2 separate regions of the Mus musculus genome follow, and region 2 is linked to region 1. A link is a contact called in public Hi-C data. All regions are on one chromosome and are shown on one strand. The core of a region is the stretch at or near the end of the contact, and the rest is flanking DNA. Distances in the headings are between cores, read along the strand shown.

Region 1 (5,830 bases), core at 2,256-4,755:
GAGCTCTGTGAGTTCGAGGCCAGCCTGGTCTGTATAGTGAGTTCCAGGACAACCAGGGCTACATAGTGAGACTGTCTCAGAAAACCAATCAACCAGCCAACTAACAAACATGTCTCCTTTGTCTCCCAGAGAGTTCATTTCTGTTTCCATGTCATATATGTGATTTATACATCTATCTAAAATCTAGGAACCATGTAGAAAAGAAAACATAACTTAATTCATTTAATATGATGGTTTCCAGTTGAATAAATCTTCTTGCAAATAACATAACTTCATTCTTCCTTAGGGCTGAGAAAAAAATCCCATTGTGTAGATACCACATTTCCCTTATGAATCTTTCTGTCACTGAACACCCAGGCTGGCTCCATATCTCTGTCAAGTGTAGGTTCTATCATCTCCTAACGCTGCTACAACCTGGGGCCAATCTTCAGCAGAATTGCACCAGCAGTCATAAAAGAAATAGACATGCAGCTTAGGATAACCTTGAACCTTTGACCCTCTTGTCTCTGCATCTACTATGCTGGGATTAGTTACCTAACCAATCCGGGTTCTTTGGCTGAGTTCAGTGACACAAAGCCCTTCGTGATGTCAGATGGCTGCAGACTTCCCAAACTGAACTTCCACCAACCAAGCCCTGACAAACTCCACCTCGTTTCCCATCTCTGTGAACTGGACTTTGGAGCAGTCACAGCAGTGGATTCCGACTGTGTTTGTTCACACAGCGTAAGGTCCTTAGTACTCAGCATGTATTAAATTTCCCTTCCTCATGAGGGGCAATAATATTCAGGCAATCAAGACAGCTCAGCAGGTAAAGGCACAGGCTTCCAAGATCAATGACCTGAGTTCAATCTCTGAACCCACACGGTAGAAGATATTTGCTTTCTACATGTGATTCTTTGACTTCCACAGTTGTGCTGTGGCAGGCTTGAGTGCATACACACATCCTCACGAACTGTATATGCCCACATACACATACACGTACACATATAAAGACATAAATACCACATATGCAAATACACACATGCACCCATATACACACATGCCACATAGTCAAACATACATGCACACACACTTACATTTACATATATACACACACATACCACATATGAGTACACACTCTTACACTCACACACACACACACACACACACTCACACATACTTATGCACAATCACAGACATATACACTCACACACTCACATACACATTCCACATACACTCACATATGTATACATACACATACTCACACAGACACACATACCAAATATGTGTGTGCACACACACATGTATACATACACATACTCACACACACATACATTCACACACACACACACATGTACACACAGATATATGGGAAACAAAAAGAGCAAAGGCTATCCCATTATATGTACTATGGAAGTTATGAGAAGCAAAATGAAGTTGCTAATATCAAATTCTTACAAAAATGCACACATGAAAGTATAAAGCCAGGAGACATGAAGAAGTGAGCCTCCTGAACTCATGCTTGGTGAGATGAACTATCAGTGAAGACAGTTGGTCAGCACTGCAACATGACAGAGGCGCCTACTGTGAGGACGTCTGTCCAACCACTGTCCACAGTGGTCTGCTGCCATCTTTGCCACAAGTCCTTGGATACCTTGGTATTCATCTTTGAAGCTAAGAATTATTGCTTCAAAGTAACTTTCATAACTTCAGATTGCTCTTACCTCTAACCTCGTCCCCCTGAAGACACAGTGGGTTATGTCTGTGAGCTCCACATAGCCATGTTCATGTTTATCCACACGTAAGCCCCATTATTCTCTCTCTGTTATGCTAAGATTGATTGATCCTGGCTGGGCCAAGTAGAGGTAGGGGGATTATGAGTGCCAGGCCAGCGTCGGCTACATAGTGAGGTCTTGTCTCAAAATATATAAAACAAACAAACAAACAAACAAACAAACAAAAGCTGGCCCTGGTGGCTTTTAATTCCACTCCAGAGATAGAAGTAGGAAGATCAGGCATTCAGAGATATTGAAGTAGAAACTTATGTGTTCTTTGGAAAGTCAGTTGTGTTGGGTGGTGTTTTGCTGGGGCAAACATGTGAAGGGGCGTTTTGTTAAAGTGGACATCGGTGAAAGGCACACTTGTAAAAGAACATTTTACTGAAGCAGACACAGGAGAAAGGATGTTGTGCTAAAGCAAGCATGTGAACAGACACCTGATGGGGGAGTCTTTACTAACGATTGCCTGTATTGGTCTGACTTTACATTGCATAGTTGATCTCCATTTGTTGGGATTTCACTGAGAGAAATGTGCCAAAAAACAGTGGTGTACTGCCATTTCCTAGGGCTCAGGCTGATTGGCAGAGTGATGTCAGCTGAGACAGACGCACGTGCCAACGACACCTGTGGATGACATGTGATGTTTGGAGGGTATAAACAGGACTTGACGGACTGTGATGGAGGCTGAGCTTGGCTTGCTTATAGAGCTAACTGTGCAATGCTTGTGGGTCTCATGTCTTCGCTGATCTTCACTTTGCTTTGCTGAGGCACAGCCAAGAACCTCTCCTGGCATCCTCCAGGTCTCACCTGCTGACTTGTGCCTAGGCTGTGGTCTGGCTGTCTCTGTTAGGTCATGCCACTGCGGCTGCTAACCTGACTCTACCAAACTGGACTGCTGGTGTATCTGTGAAGTGTTCACAAATGGACTGAGCTGCTGTTGCTAGCCTGTGAACTGAACTGCTGATTTCTAGACAACACAGATGGGAATTGCTCTAAAGAACCATTTCTAAATAGGTCCGCTTCCACTGTATCCTTTCTTTCCACTCCCTCTGGTGGGTGGTGGGTTACAAGGGAGATTAAAGCATTTAAGAACCATCATTAAATGTAGACTTTGAAAAAAATTAAAAGTTACAAGCTATTCTTGGCTACATAGTGACTCAGGTCAGCCTGAGGTCCATGAGACTGTCTCTGAATAAAAACTATGTATTATATGACACATATCATATATTATATATAGGTATATACTGATCCTAGTTGAGGATATGGGTCAGTGCCTAAATGCACGGGGTCTTTGGTTTGGTCTTTAACAGCTACCCTTTAGCTCATGGATGGAAGATGAGTTTCTACAACCCTTTGGCTTTTCATTGTGTCTTCCTCTGCTCCTGAGGAGCGAGGCTGCCTATAAAGGTAAGCCAGGGTATGAAGGGGACAGCTGAATGGATTGCCAGAACGAAGCTGAGCCATGGCCTGAGCTGACCCTGAAGGGTCAGTGCACTTCCTTCAGCTGGCAAGTCTGTGAAATGGGGTTATTCGTTGTCAAATAAGAGTTTTAGCTTTGTGGAACTGTGAGCTTGCTATTGGACACTGTCTGGTTTTGGAACTGCTAGGAAAACAAAACTGAGAAGAACCACATGAGGAGAAGACAGAAGAAGGAAGTAAAACATGCGTTGAACCAGATTTAAGTAAGTGTGCAAACGTGAGTGGCTTCTGACCAGCGCAAGTGACTACCACAGTGATCTGTGAGGAAAGAGCAGGAGGCTGGGTCACATGACAAAGTCTCCTTTCTCACACAGCACCAATGCTGACCTTCAAGGGCTGACTGAAAGGAAAAAATCGGGTTTTCTGTTACATTTGTTGTGTAAGTTCTGTGTGGATATTTAGAGAAAAAAAAAACCCAAATTATGACATTGTAAAGATGGTGCAGTGGTTAAGAGCACTGGCTGCTCTGCCAGAGGTCCTGAGTTCAATTCCCAGCACCCAGGACCTGAGTTTGATCTATGTAAATAGCATGGTTGGGTGTGCTTATAATTCCAGAGCTGGAGAGGCAGAGGGGGGCAGACTCCTGGGGTTCTGAGGAATGGCACCCGAGGCTAACCTTTCTCCTCTATGTACACACACACACAGAGAAACAGAGAGAGAGGACAGTCAGAGACAGAGGAGGAGAGCCGGGGGGGGGGGGGGGGGGGAGAAGGAAGGGAAAGAGAAAAAAGTCACAAACTGAATTGTAGCCCTGGGATATTTCCCAGCTGAGTCACCTGGGAAAATCTAATGGTCCCTAGGCCTCTGTTTCTTCATCTGTGGAACGGGTTGAAGCAAATATTGTCAGAATGGAATCACTGAAAAAAAGAAAGTGGAGTCTTGCGGTCTTGAGGAAGGACTGCTCAGCGTGACTGCTTCTGTCTCAGGCCAACTGTGAACTTGCACAGAACCTACTGCACCTCATGCAGGCCCTGCCAGGATGCTCACTCAGCAAGACTGTCCAACCTCTGACTGACGTCACTCCTGTTATCCATCATTGTGGCTGACACTTATTGCTGCTTCAAAATACCTGATGCAGCCGGGTGTGGTGGCACACACCTTTAATCCCAGCACTCGGGAGGCAGAGGCAGGCGGATTTTTGAGTTTGAGGCCAGCCTGGTCTACAAAGTGAGTTCCAGGACAGCCAGGGCTACACAGAGAAACCCTGTCTCGGGGAAAAAAAAATACCTGAGGCAATCTTCCTCGATTTTATCTTTAAAAGCTCTCCCATAAGCATGAAGATGGCTCTGTGAGTAAGTGTGTGTGCCACCAACCCTGACCTCAGTCTGTCGTCCCTGCAACCCACACAGGGTGGGGGTGGGGGACAGAGAGGGCAGGGAAGAGACAATATTAAGTTAATACTCAGTAGCTGCCGACTATATGTGAGTCACCATGAGCTACTTTATGGGCAAGGCAGTGTTCCACATCCACAGACGTCAGGAACTCCATATGGTGGAGACCATGCTGCTTACGGCAGGTCACACCAGGAAGTAGCAGAGCTGAGACTCCAACTCTGACTGGTTGAGTTCTGTGAGTCCTGAACCAAGCCCTACTTTCCCCTAGAAACTTCCCCAGTGGAGGCGAGGAGAGAGCCTGGGGCAGAGTCGATAGCCTGGGGGTGGGAGAGCTTGGGTTAGTCTGCAGGCTGCCAGTGCTGGGTCTTCAGACAGACAGCTGGAGGCCTTAGCTATATGAGCCGAAAGGCTGGGTCTGCTGGAGCTGAGGCAGCTGCAAGCCAGCAGGACCAGGTTGGCCTCAATCAGGGGCTCTGAAACCCATTGCTATGGAGTCACCAACCTCTGTCTTCTTTAGGGATTAGGACCTATGGATCCTTCTGGCTATGGGTGAAGAGAGGATTTCAGGGGACTCTAACCTGAAATGAAGAGACCCAAAACACTAGGTGTGGTCAAGGGTATCTAACCTGGGATAAAAGACACAAAACACATGGCGTGCCAGTACCTGCACTGGTACAAGGCATTGCTCTACGTCTCTGTAGGACAGCCTTGTTGGAGCATCCTGGACTTGAGGGAGGGAAGGTTGTCAGCTCAGCCCTGGTGAGCTCCCTGCCTTATCCTGACAGGCTGGGCCACAGTGCTGGCCAGCTGAGGTTACTCTCAGCCAGGCTCCCAGGTCCCCCTCAGTTGGTTAGCAGACACACACAGGTTGCAGCAAGGGAGCTAGGCAGACCACATAGGCAAATGGGGACATCTAATTTGGGCTTGCAAAGGAAGGGAGTGTTGGGTAGCTTGCTCTACCTCCTACTGTCCAGTGGTGAAGCAGAGCAGGGAGCCCCTGGCAGTTTTGCCATGGGCTGTAGGAAGGAGTCTCTATTCTCCTCCAGTTTGGCTTCCTAACTCTTGTCTCTGCTGCCTTGCTGCCCAGCCAGGTGGAATCGGTCCCTGACAGGCCTTGCGTGCAACTGATGGGCACACTTGGAGGTACACAGAGCTTGGGTGTGTTGCGTGGCAGTCTCCTTCCAAAGCCGAGAGGCTCTTGGAGTGGGTTTGGCTTCAGAGCTGCTCTCCAAGCAGGGCCATGTTTCTGTGGCAGACTCT
Region 2 (5,830 bases), core at 1,359-3,858, 220 kb after region 1:
GCGAGCTTTTGCCAGGAAGGATTCCCTAAGGGAGTGCCTCCCTCAGAGACAGCAGCATCTTTGTACCCAGACATAAAGAGTCCCAGGAAAAAGCAGCACTACTCGTCTACTGCCACTTTTGACTGTTAGTGCATCTACTCCGTTGTTGCTGCAGCCATCGCTGCTGCCACTGCCCTTCCAATGTGTATTGGAGAGTAGTGGCTCTCCAGGACTCTGCCAGTCCTTCTGAGCCTATCTGGAGCTGCTGCAGCATCCAGCCTGGTGGACTAAGTAACTGCCAGGTTCACAGCCATTTTACATGCAGGCACATGTTGGACTGCCCAGACTACATTGTGAAAACCATTCCAATAACCCTCCTTTTAATGTATATTCTATGGATTCTGTTCCCCGGAGAACCTAAGGCACAGTGGAGTCCTGGAGGGGTGGAGCCCTGGAGAGGTGGAGCCCTGGAGAGGTGGGGCCCTGGAGGGGTGGGGCTCTGGAGGGGTGGAGCCTAGTGGGCTCATGATGGTGTGTCTCTGAAGGGGAGAAGGGGCCCCATGCACTGTTCTCTCCCCTTTTTCCTCCCTGGATGATGCAGGTGACTGTTTGGGCTCCAGCATGTCCTCCCACCACGATGTGCCTGCTTTGTTATATTTCCAAAGCCTATCAATCACAAACCGGCACTGTAAAGCTGTGAGCCAACAACGAACCCTTTCTAGCCCTGAGTATTTTCATGGCGTTATGTTATTGCAGGCTTTCCAGCGTTGACAGCTGCCAGGAGCCATCCAGGATAGGCTAAGGCTAGCAAGTTATCTTCCTGGAAGTGGCTCATTGTTTCTGCATTGTCTGCAGTGGGTGAGCTCTGAGGGGCAAGGCCCCGAAGAGACTTCATCTCAGGATTGTTTCTTATAGCTGATACACTTTTCCTGTCATTATAAATTTACATAGTAATCCCTGGGCATTAGCCCACCCCTATTGATCAGATTTCCTGCAGATCATCATAAAGATGAACCTTCATGAGTTAATGCTGTTTAGATGAATTAATGATTTTATAGAATTTCTGATTTGATTCAAATAATCTTAGAAAGAAAGTTTTAAGAGGTGGCTTTAATTGTTTTGCTAGTAAGATATAATAAAGTTAGAATCAAAAATAGGATGTGCCCCTCCTCATAGCAGTAAGTAAAGGCTACATAATAAGGAATGCAATGAACTTCCATAGTTACACTAAAAAGAGCAATAGGCTTGGGACAAATTTGTGTTCGAGGAAAAGCATTCAGGTCCAAGAATGAAGGCACAGGTGTGCACTATGGTAAGGCAAGGCCATTAAGAAACTGTTGCTTTGGATTTACAATGAGCATATATTATGAAACACTGCTTTGAACTTGATATCAACATCCTTCTGTAACGCCTACTTTGTGTAACATTTCATCTATGAAGTAGTTCTTTAAAGAACTTTTGTTTAAGAAGGTATAAAAAAGGCTGCAGAAAAGCAATAAAGATGATGTGGTGGTTTGGGGGACTCTGCCCCAACCGTCCGTCCATCCATCCATCCAAATGTATATGTCTGTTTATATGTACACACGTAGGTATATGTGCATGTATGTAAGCATGCACGAATACTTGTGGACTTGTATTGAGACAGACAGTCAGGCCGCTCCAGAGTGTGAGCATATGATTGTACATGTGTCTGTGAATATTTGCCTATGCAAAGAATCTTAATTCTTGTTTTGTTTTGTTTTTTTGAGACTGGGTTTCTCTGTGCAGTCCTGGCTGTCCTGGAACTCACTCTGTAGACCAGGCTGGCCTCGAACTCAGAAATCCGCCTGCCTCTGCCTGGGATTAAAGGCGTGTGCACCACTGCCCAGCAAGAATCTTAATTCCTTTCTTTTCCTTCCTCTCTGGTTCACAAAAATTTAATCTGCCTGGCCAGAGAAGGGAGCAATAATCTTTTACTTAATTCCCCACTGCTAAACAGCATATGTTAATCGCCAGATATTCACGTTTATTTAAGCACAAGTAATGAGGAGTTAAGTTTTTAGCACAAAGTAGTAAAGAGTTAAAAGGCAGGAGATCAATCTTTTGACCTGCATCTGACTTCTGGCTCTGATCCCACCTCAACCCATTCCTGGCAAGGCAGGCTCCCAGCAGACAGCCCAATGGCAGTGAAGTCCCTTATAGACATCACGGACTGCTACCCCAAATGAGTGATCATCAGGGCAGACACCAGGAGCTGTGTGTGCCCTCTTCAGCAGACAGCTATAGGGACAGACCGTGTCTGCAGGGCCACTGGAGTGTGAACTTCAAGGCAGGGTGAATGTCCACAAAGGAGCAGTAAGCAAAGAGGATTACACTTCAGTTCTCAGCCAGGAGTCTTGGAGAGTGTTCCCCAAACCACAATTCCCCAAACCTCAATTATAGCCCTGTGGCCACAGCAGACTCAGAAGCCAGGAACACCACCATCTGGTTCTGGTCAGCGTCAGTCAGAGCTGCAGGCGCTGCCCACTCACCTCAGAGACCGGATGCACTGCTGGCAGAAGCGGTGCCCGCAGCCGGTCTGGTGGGGGTTGTGAAGCACGGAGTGGCAGAAGGCACATTTGTAGCGTTCTTCCAGCTGCTCCACAAACTGGTACTCGGTGTCGGGCTCAAAGTCCAAGGAAATTGAGTTGCCAGAGTTCTGGCGGATGAAGGCGCAGGGGACAGCCGCTTGCTCCTCCGAATGAGCCATTCTGGGGAGTCAGATGGGACACTTCAGTGTAAAATAACCACCCAGACAACAGCAGCCACCATACATGGGTCATAATTTGTAATCAGTACAACCATTATGTCAGAACTTTAACAACTTCCTGCCACAGGGGGCTGCCTGCCAGGGTGCAGATGGTTTCTAGCAAGACTGTGTGATGGCCCCTCCTCTGCATTTAGAATCACCTTGAAGATGTCTCCAAGGGGAGTAGCTGAGAGGGAAGGATCCATCCTTACTGTGGGCTGCAGCACCATCTGTGGCCGAATAAAAAAGGACAAAGCCAGCTGAGTGTGGACTTCCCCTTTCTTTGCTTCCAAATCCATGGAGGGAGATGTGAACAAGCAGCTGTAGGCTCCCACCATCTTAGCCACGCCTATCCACTGCTCTGCCTTGCTGGCCACTACGTGCTGTATTCCCTCAAACTACAGGCCAAATGACAGTATTCTCCCTGGAGTTGTTTCTTATCAGGTGTTGGGGCAAAGCAATGAGGAACATTACAAATACACTTTACCAGAACAGACTTTGTCTATTGGCTTTTCACAGGACCCCAAACAGTCCAGTCAGTTAACTGCACTATAGGCAAGCATTTAGATTGTGTTTCCAGGACTGAGAGAATCTGAGACCTCTCAGGAGAGTCTTACACGGTGCATTTCCTGCTGCCCATCTCAATCTCTCCCTCTCCACCTCTCTACCCACCTCCGCAGATATTAAATGTTAATATCTCCACGGAGTCCTCTGCTGAGAAACTCCTCTCCAAGGTGCTGGTGTCTGGAGGTGAGGCATTTGAGGGGATGAAGTCCCTGTCTGTGAGATTAGTGCCCTCATAGAGAGCGTCCAAAATCCCCCTCTCCTGTTTTCTTCCTGCAACAATGCAAGGAGAGCCTCACTGGAGTCTGACCATGCTGTAAGTGCTGGCACCCTATCTCGATGCCCAGTCCTCAAACCACTGGCAAGCAGATGTTGCTCAAGAGGTACCTGGCCCACCACATCTAGCACAGTACCGAGTCACATCATGTCCCACCTGAGCTAAGTAAGTAAGGTCCCATTAGCTGCTTTCTCCTCCAATCCATTCTCCAAGCTGTCCACCAGGCTGGTATTCCCAGTGATACTGTGATCCGGTTACATCCCCGTAGCTTCTCTGAGCTCTGAGAAAAAAGTCTACAATGCTAAATAGGCTACGGGACAACACGCTCCTACCTCTTAGAAACCCAGGAACCTCTTGCCTTTATCTACACTCCAGCCACGCGGAATTCTTCTTGTTTTTCATGTACTCGTGCCTGCCTCCACCACAAGGACCAGGCAAAGCTGTTGTCTCTGCCTGGGCTGTGCCCTGATGTGGAATATTGCTCTCTAGGAACCACACAACTATTGCTGACTCACATCAAAGCAACTATCATAAGCTACAAGAGACCCTCACAGATTGGGGTCATTCACGTTCCCTTCACAAGGTACGTGAAGGGCTCCTGAGGGCGCAGGAGGTGGAGCCTCAGCTCTTTCCTGATTCGGTGTAACTGCTGAAGGGTTGCTAGAGTGCAAGAGACTCTGGTGACGTAGATGCTCACAAGGTGTCCACACTCCTGAGGTGACACCTACACCCTTGTAAGTAACCCCAGTTAAACTTTTCGTCTGTCCTTGGTCCTATATGGGATCACATATCCCTCCCAGGCTTCCTACTTAGTGAGCTCACACTCAGGCTTTCCTTGGCGTCTTCAGCAAAGCATTCCCGTTTCCTCCTAGTCTTACGGGCAGAAGGCAGACTGAACCCCCTTCAAGCATAGCCAGTCTTTAGACAGTGGTTTTGAATGTGGGTGGGTAAGAGAAAAGGGTATCGCTATAATCCTTTTCAATTTTTAAATGAGTGCATTACCAAATAAAAAATAACCACATAAAACCTGAACATGGACCAAGTCCAGTCACTGGGCTCCTTTCCAGGGAAATCCCTGGCCTGAGATTAAATGCACATCTGTATGATTACATAACTTTCTGAGTCTATGTCCCTCAGGCACAGGGTTCACATCTGGTCTTGCTCATCTCCACACCCCACCCCTTGTACAGCACCTGGTATGGGGGCTAGGTCAGTGTTTGCTAAGATGGTGGTTTTTGAATGGATGCAGCTGTGTTAGTGGTGGCTTTTAATACACCTTTGTGTGTGTGTGTGTGTACTCTTTTGAAGATGTGGTGAAAACTGTCCATCCATCCCACGAACCATGCACACACATCCAGGGCCTTCTGAGTGTGCCTGGCTCCCAGGTAGGCAGTGGTTTCCCCAGCATGAGTGTAGAGACTCAGGCCATGCTGTGACAGTGGTTTTCAGAGGCTAGCAAATGGTTAAAGATGGGAGCCTCCTGGGTGGTCCCTGGGGGCATCATCCTCCACGTGGCAGGGTCAGGAAGGCTTGTCCCACAGACTCTGGTGGATCACCCAGATCCACCATAGCAGCTGTGTGGCCTGACAAAGCAGGGTAAGAGGTGAGTAGCCTCTGCTGGGGTCATCTGCAGGTCTATCTTTCCTGCATGCTCTTCCCACTGCACTCCTGACTCAGACTTTCTGTGACCCTAACATTGTCCTAAAATAAAATCTGGTTTTAGTAAAAGGAGGATGCCTAAGACTTCCTGCCTGCTTTGTTCTCTCTCTCTCTCTCTCTCTCTCTCTCTCTCTCTCTCAACTTCTATATTTGAGATTAAAATAGAGTAACTTAAATATATTTCATTAATTCATTTTAACATAAGCAAGCTATATGTTAACATAAGCAATATTTTTATGAAAAAATGAAACCAATGAAGAGTCACACTGTTTCACATTTTTGTCCGACTCCTTCATATCGAGCTCATCAGGCCACAACTGAGTCCTCACCTGGACAGCATCCCACCTTAGGGAGCCTTCTATGAAACAACCCTGTGTATTTGTGAAGGGGGAGCAGAAGTGGCCAATGGTGTTGTGGTTTATTATGGGTTTGCATGTGTAAATCCCTTAAACAGGAGTCAGGTAGCTTCAGGCAGAACCACACTAGTATTCTTCCACTGTGGTGGAAGCCAACTGCAGAAGCCACCATACTCTAGGTGGAGACGGAGGGCCATAGCTGGTTCTTTTTTTTTTTTTTTTTTTTCT

What was found. A called contact is a pair of places that touch in the nucleus more often than the background predicts.
Region 2: a Hi-C map of bone marrow-derived macrophages shows a contact between it and region 1, with 23 read pairs. The contact joins two enhancer-like sites. A contact is called at or near these places in 1 of 15 datasets of contacts at CTCF or cohesin (the NIH/3T3 cell line), 5 of 484 Hi-C or Micro-C datasets (the N1E-115 cell line, bone marrow-derived macrophages, embryonic stem cells and 1 more), 8 of 115 datasets of contacts at active chromatin or transcription factors (the HPC-7 cell line, T-cell acute lymphoblastic leukemia, bone marrow-derived macrophages and 4 more) and 3 of 9 other capture datasets (adipose tissue, embryonic stem cells and liver).

What each region holds. Positions count from the first base shown.
Region 1 is chr1:191,846,211-191,852,040 of GRCm38.p6, forward strand. No RefSeq gene overlaps it. Among named protein-coding and RNA genes, the nearest start is that of Nek2, 28 kb to the left of the region's middle. Within about 2 kb of position 3,506, at least 17 of the 459 cell types and tissues checked have an H3K27ac peak or open chromatin away from gene starts, as enhancers often do. A contact at or near this core is called in bone marrow-derived macrophages, where this site is marked.
Region 2 is chr1:192,067,928-192,073,757 of GRCm38.p6, forward strand. It overlaps Traf5 (TNF receptor-associated factor 5), which reads right to left. Exons shown (of 14, transcript NM_011633.2): 2 at 2,490-2,708. The coding sequence starts at 2,707. It also overlaps the pseudogene Gstp-ps. Among named protein-coding and RNA genes, the nearest start is that of Traf5, 22 kb to the right of the region's middle. Within about 2 kb of position 2,609, at least 140 of the 459 cell types and tissues checked have an H3K27ac peak or open chromatin away from gene starts, as enhancers often do. A contact at or near this core is called in bone marrow-derived macrophages, where this site is marked.